Regions from separate parts of the Sus scrofa genome. Here region 2 is linked to region 1. The links are chromatin contacts, called in public Hi-C maps. All regions are on one chromosome and are shown on one strand. Each heading gives the region's core, a stretch centred on a gene start, on an enhancer-like site or on the middle of the called end of the contact. The rest is flanking DNA. Distances are from core to core; before and after follow the strand shown. Region 1 has its middle 140 kb from the start of PPP2R3A. Region 2 has its middle 69 kb from the start of PPP2R3A.

Region 1 (6,063 bases), core at 1,801-4,300:
GCTTTTTTTCATTTTGCTTTGCTTGGTCTTGATTTTTGCTTGCTGGAAGACAACACGGTATAGAGGGTAAGAGCACAGGTGTTGGGTCAGTTAGTCCTGGGTTCAAGTCCTGGCTTAGCCACTTGCTGGCTATGTGACCTTAAGCAAGTAACTTAAGCTCTCTGCACCTTTTTACACATCTGTAAAATGGGGGTCATTGTTCTGAAGAATAAATGAGCTAAAGTGGTTAGCATAGCATAGTACCTGGTATAGGAAATACTCAGTGAAAATTAGCCTTTATCATCTCTCTCTCTCACACACACACATCACACTTTATAATGAAAACTTTTTTATTGAAGTACACTTGATTTACAATGTCGTGTTAGTTTCAGGTATACAGCAAAGTGATTCAAATATTATATATACACACACACACATATTCTTTTTTCAGATTTTTCCCTTATAGATTTTTACAAGATATTGATCCCTGTGCTATACAGTAGATCCTTGTCGATTACTTATTTTATATATAGTAGTGTGTATCTATTAATCCCAAATGCCTAACTTATCCCCCACTCCTTCCCCTTTGGTAACCATAGGTTTGTTTTCTATGTCTGTGGGTCTATTTCTGCTTTGTAAATGAGTTCATTTGTATCATTTTTCAAGATTCCACATATAAGCAATATCATATGATATTTGTCCATAATGAGATTCTAACAGCCACAAAGGCAGGGATGGGATCAAACTCATTTCAAATCTCTAGAAAGACAAGCTATCATTCAGAAACTACTCCTCTGGGAGTTCCCATCGTGGCTCAGCAGAAACAAATCTGACTAGCATCCAGGAGGACGCAGGTTCGATTCCTGGCCTTGCTCAGAGGGTTAAGGATCCGTTGTTGCCGTGAACTGAGGTATAGTTCACAGACTCCCGGCTCAGATCCCACACTTCTGTGGCTGTGGTGTAGGCCAGCAGCTACAACTCTGATTCAGTCCTTATCCTGGGAACGTATATATGCCTTGGGTGCGGCCCTATAAATACAAAAAAAAAAAAAAAAAAAGAAGAAGAAGAAGAAAGAAAAGAAAAGAAAAGAAACTACTCCTCTGGCTCCCACAGTAGCCTTCACCTCATCTTTCACTTCAAGGGATTCTTTTTTCTCCTTCCATTGAAACTCCAGTCTTAAGCATCTATCCTTAGCCCATGTCCCAAGTTCTTTGACAACTATAGCACTGTGGCTCCAGGTTGAGTGTGGCAGTGAGACTAGAGTTGATAGGTAAGGTGTTCCTGCAATACTGGGGACACACTTAAAAAAGTCATTATTTACATGAATTCAAATTTAACAGGGCATCCCATATTTTTATTTTCTAAGTCTGGCAAAGGTGGGACCTTCTCCAGGACCTCCAGCCCCACAGCACTCTCTCATTTCTCCATTGAGAAATTCCACTGAGACCAAAATGGTGTCCCGCGGCCTCTCATGCAGAGCTGGGGTCATGTTTATTACAGCCAACTTAATTCTTCAGTTAAACACGTCTACACATGAAAAAATAGTAAAACCCATATAGTGGATTTAACAGTACGAAAAAATAGTAAGACCCATATAGGGGATTCCTGACTTTCTCTCCACTCCCTGACTTTATCACACCAGGAACACACACAAAGGAACAATAAATACAATGGATGGGGCGGGGAGGCAGAAGTGGCTACAATAATCTAAGTTCCCTTCCATTTTTCACCTTGCATGTAGAATGTGGGTGGACTGCTCACTGGTACCGTGTGTGTCCAAAAATACACTGAGAGGTAATCATCACTTTCACTGGTAAGAGAATTCTTAGATAAGAATTCTTTTCTTTTGGTGTTGGTAAATATTGTTCCACATTCTCCTGGCATCTGGTTCTGTGAACGAGTCTAAAAGTTTTTCCTTTGGAAATGACCCACTTTTTCCATCAACAGTCTGTTAAATTTTTTCTTTTTCTTCAGTGCTCAATGACACCACCTGACCATGTTTTAGGGTACGTCTGTTTGCAACTATTCTGGAACCTTTTGTGAGCCCTTCCACACTCAGAACCTCATCTTTCTTCAGTCAGGAAATATTTCTTCTGTGGCATCTCTAATTATTACTTCTCCCTCGACCCTTCTAGAACCCCTGGTTGGTTGGGGGTGGGGGAGGTTTTCATATTATGTTACTTGGATGTATTTCTTACCTTTTTTGCTCTTGATCTCCACATTTTTGTGTTTTTATTTTCTTTGTGAACCATTTCTCCCATGGAATCATCCAGAACACTAATTTAATTTCCAGTAGTGACAAGTCCATCTTAGAGTTCACCTGTCAATTTTTTAAATTTCTTAATTAAAATTGCTCTGTGTTGCCTTAGAAAATCAACGTTTTCTCTGGTTTTCCTGGAGCCTTCTTCCTTCCATTCTACTCAAGCTCTCTTCTGCCTCATTTTCTTCTACTTGTTCTAGTTGTTTGCTAAATTCCCCAAAGCGAGTGATGAGTTTGCTTTTTCTCCTCGGAATTATGTCCCCTGAGCATTCCGACAGTTTCAGCTGTTGAGGGTCTCTTGAACCAGAAGGCATCAGAAGGATGGTGGATTTTTGCCCTCTTGTGGGCTGGCAGTGAATGAGCTGTCAAATGAGGAGCATCTCAGAGATTTGTGCAATCTTCTGTCTTCACCCTGAGAATGGAGAGCCTCCTCTACTCTGGTCACTCTGCCCTCACCTGGGCCAAATGCCCAGCATCACACCTGCTTGGGCTCACCAGCAGGCCCAGCTAATGTTCCTTTATCCCGCAGAGACGATCTCTATGGAGAGGGCCTGGAGGCCACAGGGCTGGGGGCTAGACTCAGGACAACAGCTTTCCCAGTCTCCATGGTCAGTGCTACTAAGACATCCTCATCACTGTCCTAGAAGAAGCCAGAATTCCTCTGGGAGGGCTGAGTGAATAGTTCCTTTCAAGGCAGTTGTGGGAGAGCAGGAAGTGATCTGAGTTTGGAATCAAAAGACTTGGACTTGAGATCCAACTCTAAGCACTGCGTAAATGTTAAAGTGCATATGTCACCATGAATTATCTCTGTAATCATATTACTGAACCAGACTGATTCCAGGCCTGGGTCTTGAGCCAGGCCCTCCCAGTGCTCTCCAGGGAGGCACATTTTTCTGCAGAGTGCTCCACTCAAACTCTTTAGGGAAAGGGAGCCATGATAAATCAAAGACTAAATAACAATAGCAGAGGCTACACCATATTTTCATAGCATGTTTATGAGGATATCATATGGAACAGAGCTAAAGGGCTTACTGAAGTCAGGATATTTTACATCTATTGCTTTTGCCTTATCTTCCAGACCTGTCATTCTGACATTGGAGGAAATTAAATTGGTCTGATGTGATTGGTCCCCTGCACAGTCACGCTAGCTTTCATCCAGTCCCCTCTGGTTTTCTGGTATTTGTAAATTAATTATTGAATGATTTGTTGCGATAGTTCTCATAGGATAATAGCGCCTGTCACAGCACATGACATTTATAATATGTTTTTGAGTTTCTGTGCTAAGTAAATGGGAACTACTATTGTGGGTCTCTATCAAAGGTGTCAGATGATCGGGCATGAGGATGAGTGGACAGGTTGGGCTCTCCTCTGAGCTGGAGAAACCACTCATCAAGAACTCTAGGGGAGTTTCTGTTGTGGCGCAGCAGAAATGACTCTGACTAGTATCCATGAGGATGCAGGTTCGATCCCTAGCTTCCCACAGTGGATCAGAGATCTGGCATTGCCATGAGCTGTGGTGTAGGTTGCAGACACAACCTGGATCCCACATTGCTGTGGCTGTACTATAGGCCAGCAGCTATAGCTCCAATTTGACCACTAGCCTGGGAACTTCCATATGCAGGGAGTGTGGCCCCAAAAAGCAAAAAAAACAAACAAACAAACAAACACAAATTCCCTTTAGGAAAGGGAACTGTAAAAATTATCCTTACTCTTATCAAAAATTTGCCAAGTTAAACCACTTTTCCCTTCCTCCTTCCCTTTTCTCACTCACTCCCTTCGTTTACCAAGTGATGAACCTACCCTGAAAGTATTCATTCAAGTGAAGATACCTTAGAACACAGCTGATCATTGACCCAGGAAAGATATGAGACATTGCTACCTTGCCCCAACCTTGTCAATTCAGGACTGCTAGAAGCCAAAGCCAGAGCCCCAAGTCCCAATCACAAACCACAGACTGCAGTTTGTGGCACCTTTGGTGTGTGTGTGGGGGGGGGGGTTATGAAAGAGGGAAATAAAAGTCAAGTTAATGGGATCTCAGGCTCATTGTCCCATGGTCTGGCTGGATCAGGTCACAGAGCCTCTGAGGATCTCACCTGTCCAGTGAAGGAACTTGACTAGGTGTCCTCTGAGGGTCCTTCCAGAGAGTAGCTCTGCTTGAGACCAGGTTCTTAAGTCACAGACATGGCAGACATATTATTAGACCAGAAGAAAAACCGATTCTCTCACAGTCAACCTAAAGGCCTAGTGGCCATAATGCCTGGTGAGAAATCCCATGAATTTAGCCAAGAATCCCAGCACAATTTTGAACTAGGCTATTCCCTGCCATGCCCATTCTTTGGTGAGTCCCTGCCTCTTTCCCTTCACTTTAGGCTTATGGTGCATTTATCCCTGATGGCCCATAAAACCCCCAGATAAGCGAGTCTTTTTCAGGCAGTGTTCATTGCTCACAAATTTCACAATCCACTTCCAGCCATCAGACTTAGCTGTTCTCTTTCCCTATTAGAAAACTGGCTTGGTGATTCAGACTCATCAAGAAAACGTCATTGGAAATATATATGGACAAACAATAGCTTATCACTTTGCATTCTAACTGGGGATATCGGGACCTTGCAAAAGAAGTCATTTTAGCTAAATGGTGGGAAAAATGGTTTGGGTGTTTCTCCAAGGACCCCAAGCCAATTGTAAGGTATCCTATTTTAACTAACAGATCATTCTCCCCTCAGAGGAAGAGGAATGGGATTGAAAGGAGGTTCAAAACTGAAAATGTGTCACATTACAAATGAGAAAATGCCTAAGTCTGATTTCCATCCTGGGTTCCATGTTCCAGGGAGATGCAAGGTGGCATGATGGCACCCGCCCAAACTGGGCAGGAGGAAATTTGGGTTCTAATGCAATTGCTGCTACTTATGCACTGAGTGACTTGAGACAAGTCTCTCCTCTCAGAGCTTGGCCTTCATGTTGTAGATCATGGGAGTTAACCAGGAGGTCTCTAACTCTTACAAGTTGTGGTTCTCACCTTCAACTGTCTCCTGCCACATGAAGAGATCATAGTATCGGTTGTCAGCAAAGTGTTGCAGGCTTGGGGGATGGGTACTCAGTTAGCAGTGACCATTTCTGCTGGCTGAAGACGCTGAAGTCTGTCACTCAAATATCCTCTTGCCCTTTCTAACAAAAAGACACATCCTGGTCTTTAAGAGTTGGCTCCTGCCCAGATTCACTTCCAAGAAGCAGATCAGGCTTCTTCCCCCAACAGCACTTTGAAATGTGAAATAAAGTTTTGTTTTGTTGGTTATTTTCACCACCCCCCTACCTTTGGAGGAGAGGAGCCTAGCTGTGGCATTTGGAGCTGTGCTGTATGTCCTTAATGGCCCTAACATTCCGGCCCAAGGAGGTGTCACTGTCATGATCCAAATTCAGCCTAAACTTGCAAGCTGATTGGATAGGACAGTGTTCCTGTGTACACAAAAGTGGCTCAATCCAAGCTCCAGTCTCCCTGTCCCAGGCCCTCTGGACCACAAAACTACCAACACAGTCCAACCAAACATGTCAGGTCACCCTACTGACAGCCTCAAGAATGCCATAGTGAAGAGAGTGGCCATGAGATCTTCACAAAAGAACCTGCTGAAGGATTTCAAGAGGAGCTGGGGAGTTCCCATCATGTCTCAGTAGTTAGCGAACCTGACTAGCATCCATAGGACTCGGGTTCCATCCCTGGCCTCGCTCAGTGGGTTAAGGATCCAGTGTTGCCTGAGCTGTGGTGTAGGTCACAGACGTGGCTCAGATCCCTCGTTGCTGTGGCTGTGGTATAGGCTGGCGGCTACAGC
Region 2 (6,063 bases), core at 903-3,402, 66 kb after region 1:
TACCCTCTGAAAGATGTTGAGGCAACAGCTTGCTATTAGGTTAAACAGTGTCATCATCTGTACCGTTAACACTATCAAGTTTGTTACACTTTGCAAAGCAATATTTTTGCCTTTTATTATTTTTTTCTCTAAGGAGGCTTCGTTGAGGGTACAGCTTCCATCCAGTGGACAGAGTGGACATCGTGCCAATTGGAATACCATCTTTTCTTCTCACACCCCTCAGCACTGGATGCTGGCTATTACAGACGCCTTCCCAAAACTGTGGGCCACCTTGTGATAATTTAAGAACCGATTACACAGCCCGTGGGCTCCCCAGGCAGCGCGTCCTCTCCCCTGTGGCTCACGCCTGGCCATTTCACTGCTCATTAGCCCCTTTTCCAGAGAGTGAGCAGGGAAAACAAAAAGAGATGAAATTCAGACCCATTCATTTGCTTCCTATTAGCTGCTGTAGTTAAAGGTTTAGTGGGGGAGCAGGCTGAAATGATTAATTAATATAAACTTTGAGAATTGTCTGCAGCTCATTTGTTTAAGCTCTTCCTTCCTCCTGGAATCATCTTTAGTACAAAATGGACTGGCTGGTGGACCCGGCTAAGGTACTTACTATGATCATGTTGATCCCAGGAAAGATAAGCATGGCCAGCAGCTGAGGAAGGAAAACTGACCTCAGACTTTCTTTCTAAATGAAGAATCTGAAACTTTATGTTAACTTTATATAACCTCCTAGAGTTTTTTTAATTAAATTGTAAAGTAGACTATTCCATGGCTAGTAAAAACCAAAATAACTGCTCCTTTCTTTGTCTATTCACTTACAGAAACGCCACTACAGAGAAAGTCATACTTATAGAAATAATAAATCTTAATAATGCCATCAGGAAAACTGACTTTTAATGATAAAGAATTTACGCAAGATACTAAGCAAACATTGCAGCAAACTAATCCGGGCTGTTAAACAAACAATTAAAAGTAATCATGCAAGATAAACTCTTCAGAAAGAAGAAAGCTTCTCAAAAGGAGTATTTACCTGTGGATAGAGAAAAATGAATATTAAATTTAAAGAAATAGACAGGCTATATCTTCCTCCAGACAAAAAGATTGTTGTCTCACACTTGAATATTTGTTGGTTTATTCTGAACATTATTTTAATATTTCATCAGAAAAATTATTTTCCCTCTAAGCACATAGCTTTTTCTGTTACATCCATGTGTACACCCAAGGCTGAATGCTTTTACGGAAGGAATATATTGCTAATCTTTGAAAGACATGATAGAATATATAATTTATTGAAATTTACTTTTTTATCAGATTTGTGAGAACATGTCTGAGGCATGCAATTAGGTGTCTCTACACATGATACAGGCCCTACTTCCTAAGTCATTTTAGCCAAAACTCAAGGATATGTCACCCATAAAGCATATGCAATTTGAGAGATTGAACTGGTATAGAAGTCAGCTGGGTTCTAGCTCTGTTTTGTCACCATCAGCTGTGGAACCTTGGACTAGACCCCTCCCTCCCTGGGCCTCAGCAAGAAATATTCTCGACATTGAGATAGGCTGGGACTTGGGACCTGGTACCCTTTGCTGCAGCACTTGCACCTGGACAAACATCTCCTCCAGCAACAAAATACAAAGAAGCTGTAAGGGACTAACAATAACTGTGTGCATGGGCAGTTGGAGCAAATTGTGAACAATAAGATACCAAAAGAAACAAAAACCCAAATGTCACTTCTGAGAAGCTGGGAGCAAAAGCAGGGTACTGTACATGCACTTGCACACAGCACCACCAAAGGGGTTAGCGGACCACCCAAGCCACCCATCCTTCTCAACCCCTATGGACCCCTACCCTCGCCCCATGTAAGGAACCAGCTCCCCACCCCACCCCCACCCCCACCCCCTAACCCCTGCCGGGGGAGCAAGGGAAACTATTACTTGTTTTTGCTCCCTCCTGCTGCAGCAGGAGCCCCCAGTAAAGCCTTGCCTGAATTTGTTGTCTGGCCTTTTGTCAATTTCTATTGATTAAGAAAGCCAAGAACCCTGGTAGATAACAATATGTCCTCTAACTCTAAACTTTTGTGGTCTGTGGGATAGAGGATCAGGTGAGATCAGAAGAAAGCCCAGCTGAGTAAGAGAAGTGCCAATTCAAAGTTCAACTGAGGACATGAACGATATTACATGACAGATCCAGGGCTGGAAACCTCTAATTAACTGGAGATGATGAGGGTGGGTGTGGCAAGGACAGCCTCAGCCCAGAGTGTGGAGCTCAGTACTGCTGTTTTATTAATTTTATGATTTCACCTTGATATCACTGTGTTCTAAAAACTCTTTGGCAAGGTGGGGGAAAGATTTATAAGCCATAATGCCAAGGAGGATAGATATTTATAGCAGCTGAAATACTCCTCATAGCTATTTAGAGTGACTGTTCCAGTTATGTAGGAAACTAGAGCCCTCAACCAGTCATCAAAACATTGCCCAACAAGTACAGGATTAGTTAGAGCTGAGCTGGTGCTGAGAGAGGAAGGAATAGCATACAGGACCTCTCAGGTCAGATTAAAGAAAGTTTAGTTTATATGCACACCACTATCTATAAAATAGATAATCAACAAGGACTACAGTATAACACAGGGAACTCTATTCAATATTCTGTAATAATATAAGGGAAAAGAATCTGATAAAAGAATGAATATATGTTTATTTATAACTGCATTGCTTTACTGTACGTCTAAAACCGGCCCAACATTGTCAATCAACTATACTCCAATATAAAATAAAAATTAAAAAAAAAAACACAGAGAACTTAATGCTGGACTTCAAAGGAACTGTGACTACACAAAACAGTATGCAAAATTACACAGGAATGTGGCCATCTGCCTTTTCCTATGAGTGTCCACAGCCTTCATCAGCTTTTAAGAGAAGTCAGTGATCTCTAAAAGTCCATGAACTAGTGGGAAATACAGAAGACTAGACTTCAGATAGAAAGGGTGGAGACTGAGGCAGCTCTGAAGAGTCTGAAATCAGGATCCAGAACTGAGGGACAGGGTGAAGATTCTCTGAGAAGGCTTAAGTCTGGAAGGAATGGTCGAGCAGAGGCTTGGTCCAGGTCAAATGGGATGCTATCACACTGACTCCAGGGATCCCTGCAAGGGTCAGGTCCACAGATCAGCCACACATGGGGGATTCAATGGCCCCCACACATGTAAGGCTGTAAGGCCTGTGGGTCACCAGGGCTTGGCTCCTGCAAACCCTACTAAACGATACAGCCGATTCAACAAAATTATCCACAAACAGATGGGAGGCATAGGCCTGGGTCTCATTCACCCCAGGCTTCAGCCTCCTCTGACTGAGCACTGCCCCACTATCCTATGTCTTCCCTTTTCCCCTAAGTCTCCTCCTATGGGCAAAGGGGACACCAGGGAAAGAGAAGATAGGTTTGGCCCCAGGAGGCCAGCAGGAACACATGCAGTATTACCTCTTACAAGAGCTTTTGTCAGAGTGGATGGCTGACAACACCATGGGCCATGGTGACATTCCAATGTAAACTGTAATCATTAAAATGAAATAAAATCAAAAATTAACTTTTTCAATCACAGGAGCTGCATTTAAAATGGTCAGTATCACTGAGTGAAGTAAGTCAGAAAGAGAAAGACAAATGCCATATGATATCACTTATATCTGGAATCTAATATAAGGCACAAATGAACCTTTCCACAGAAAAGAAAGCCATGGACTTGCAGAATACACTTGTGGTTGCCAAGGGGGAGGGAGTGGGGTGGTTGGGGAGCTTGGGGTTAACAGATACAAACTCTTGCCTTTGGAATGGATTAGCAATGAGATCCTGCTGTGTAGCACTGGGAACTATGTCTAGTCACCTATGATGGAGCATGATAATGTGCGCAAATAGGGTGTGCACATGTGTGTGTAACTGGGTCACCATGCTGTACAGTAGAAAAAAAATTGTATTGGGAAAATAACTATTAAAAAATAATAATAATAAATTAAAATTACAATGGTCAGTATCAGAGTTCCTGTTGTGGCTCAGTGGGTTAAAAACCCAACCAGTATCCATGAGGATGCAGGTTGGATCTGGCATTGCTATGGCTGTGGTGCAGCTCTGATTCAACCTGTAGCCTGGGAATTTCCATATGCCACAAGTGTGGCTAAAGAAAATAAGGAAGGAAGGAAGGGAAAAAGGGAGAAAGGGAGAAAGAAAGAAAAAGAAAGAAAGAAAGGAAGAAAGAAAGAAAGAAAGAAAGAAAGAAAGAAAGAAGGAAAGAAAGAAAGAGAGAAAGAAAGGCTCAATAGCTAAATATAGTTAGTGGCTACTTTTTGGACATTATATAATATGTCCATCATCACAGAAATTTCTTCTCTGTATAATCCAGCACTAAACTCTATGACACAAACAGTAATTACAGTAGTAATTCACAAAACAGTAGAGCCAAAAGTGAACAGAAATAGCTGTAAAGTGCTTCAGGGAGGAAAGGGAACTGACACTGAGCCTCAGGAGATGAAACAAAAGCATGGGAAGGGGTATTTCATCCAGAGGCCATAATAAGAATGCAGTGAGATTAAGAGGAAATGAACGAAGACCTGGCTGGAACCTGGTGCAACTTCATGATAAACGTATACAGCAGGAATGAATGAATGGATGAATGTAGGAAACAAGAAAAGTAGGCAAGCTGGAGGCAGATTGCCCAAGAATTTCAATACCAGGCATTGTAATTTAGGCATGACAATAATAGCTACTAACACTGGTTACCACTTACTTCATGCTTATCGTGTTTCAAGTTTTGTACCAAAATATTTACATAAATTATTAAATTTATTCTTCACGACACCAAGAGGCAAGTGCTTTTAACTCTATGATGAGATTGACAAAACCAAGGGTTGGAGAGTTTAGGTAACGATACCTGAGATCACGCAGCTTGGAAACGGTGGGCTGCCATTCCAGCAATACTGCCATTGCTGCCAGTGCTTTTACCTTATGCTTTCCTGCTCCCTGCCTGACTTCTGAATATCTTGCATTTTAATTAAGAAGGGCTTTTTGCCTCTACCCTTTGCAGTATCCATCAACAGTTTCCAAGGCAACTCTCCTGGAAGTCCCTTTATGTTTTTCCAGCACTTAGGGAAAATACTTTCTTGACAGAGCCCTCAGTCCTTAGCAGTTTAGATGGTAAGGTGTCAGCAAAGACAGGAACATGACAGCGGCGGGGGGGTTGGGGGGGTAGAAAATGACAGAAATGCCCCCACGATGTGGACCAGAGGCATCTAGAAAAAGAGGCTGGTGTCTTCAAGGTCTGACCAAATTTCAAGGCATTGATGTCTATGCCAAAAGTCATCTACCCAACTCAGAGCCCTGTGTACCCATCAGGTATGTAAGGCAGGATTCCTGGCTCCATGGGGACCTGGCACCTTCGCAGCCATCTTCTTTCACTCCTTCAAAGAGCTTGTTGGTTATCTTCTTTTGTAGCTTTGGGTTCTGGAGTTTTGCACACATGGACCCTTCCCTCTTATAACCAATACTACAAATTGAGCTGGCTGCTCCTGGGCTGACCCAGCCTTGGACTATGACCATAAATTGGAGCAAAAGGCTTCCCATGGGAGAGAGACATTAACAGGATTTTCCACACCTCTGTGCTTTTTCTATAGAAATAGAATACTTTATTAAGTTAACAAAGCATGACAATTCATCTCAAATTATTATAGATAAAAATTGATTACGACATTTAGAGCAAGATTTAAAGAAATACATATACCTAGTCGCTACCTTTAATCATTCACCTCTTAATCTCATCTTGGCACTTGCCCAAAGCTTGGGCCAGAATTCATCCCATGTCTCTCCTGAGAGTTTAAATCCTGTTTGCGGTTGGTACTCTTGGCACTTTTCTTTTCTTCAGGCCGTCAGAGATTTGGGCACCAATAAATATTTCACATGGTTTCTCTCCAGCTTTTCACAATATTAGCTGCCTTCACACAGCTTATCGGCGAGATGGTGCCCTGCTGTGTCGTAACATTCTAATTAACAGTCTTGCTGTCTAATCGTTCTGCTTCTCTATGTGAGAGACTGGTC

The links. Hi-C and Micro-C count contacts between places; a contact is called where the count stands out from the background.
Region 2: a Hi-C map of skeletal muscle shows a contact between it and region 1, with 7 times the contacts expected there. The contact joins two enhancer-like sites. A contact is called at or near these places in 8 of 47 Hi-C or Micro-C datasets (embryonic fibroblasts, epiblast stem cells, fetal skeletal muscle and 2 more) and 1 of 2 datasets of contacts at active chromatin or transcription factors (skeletal muscle).

What each region holds. Positions count from the first base shown.
Region 1 is chr13:76,806,946-76,813,008 of Sscrofa11.1, forward strand. No RefSeq gene overlaps it. Among named protein-coding and RNA genes, the nearest start is that of PPP2R3A, 140 kb to the right of the region's middle. Within about 2 kb of position 3,051, at least 2 of the 83 cell types and tissues checked have an H3K27ac peak or open chromatin away from gene starts, as enhancers often do. A contact at or near this core is called in skeletal muscle, where this site is marked.
Region 2 is chr13:76,873,624-76,879,686 of Sscrofa11.1, forward strand. No RefSeq gene overlaps it. Among named protein-coding and RNA genes, the nearest start is that of PPP2R3A, 69 kb to the right of the region's middle. Within about 2 kb of position 2,153, at least 4 of the 83 cell types and tissues checked have an H3K27ac peak or open chromatin away from gene starts, as enhancers often do. A contact at or near this core is called in skeletal muscle, where this site is marked.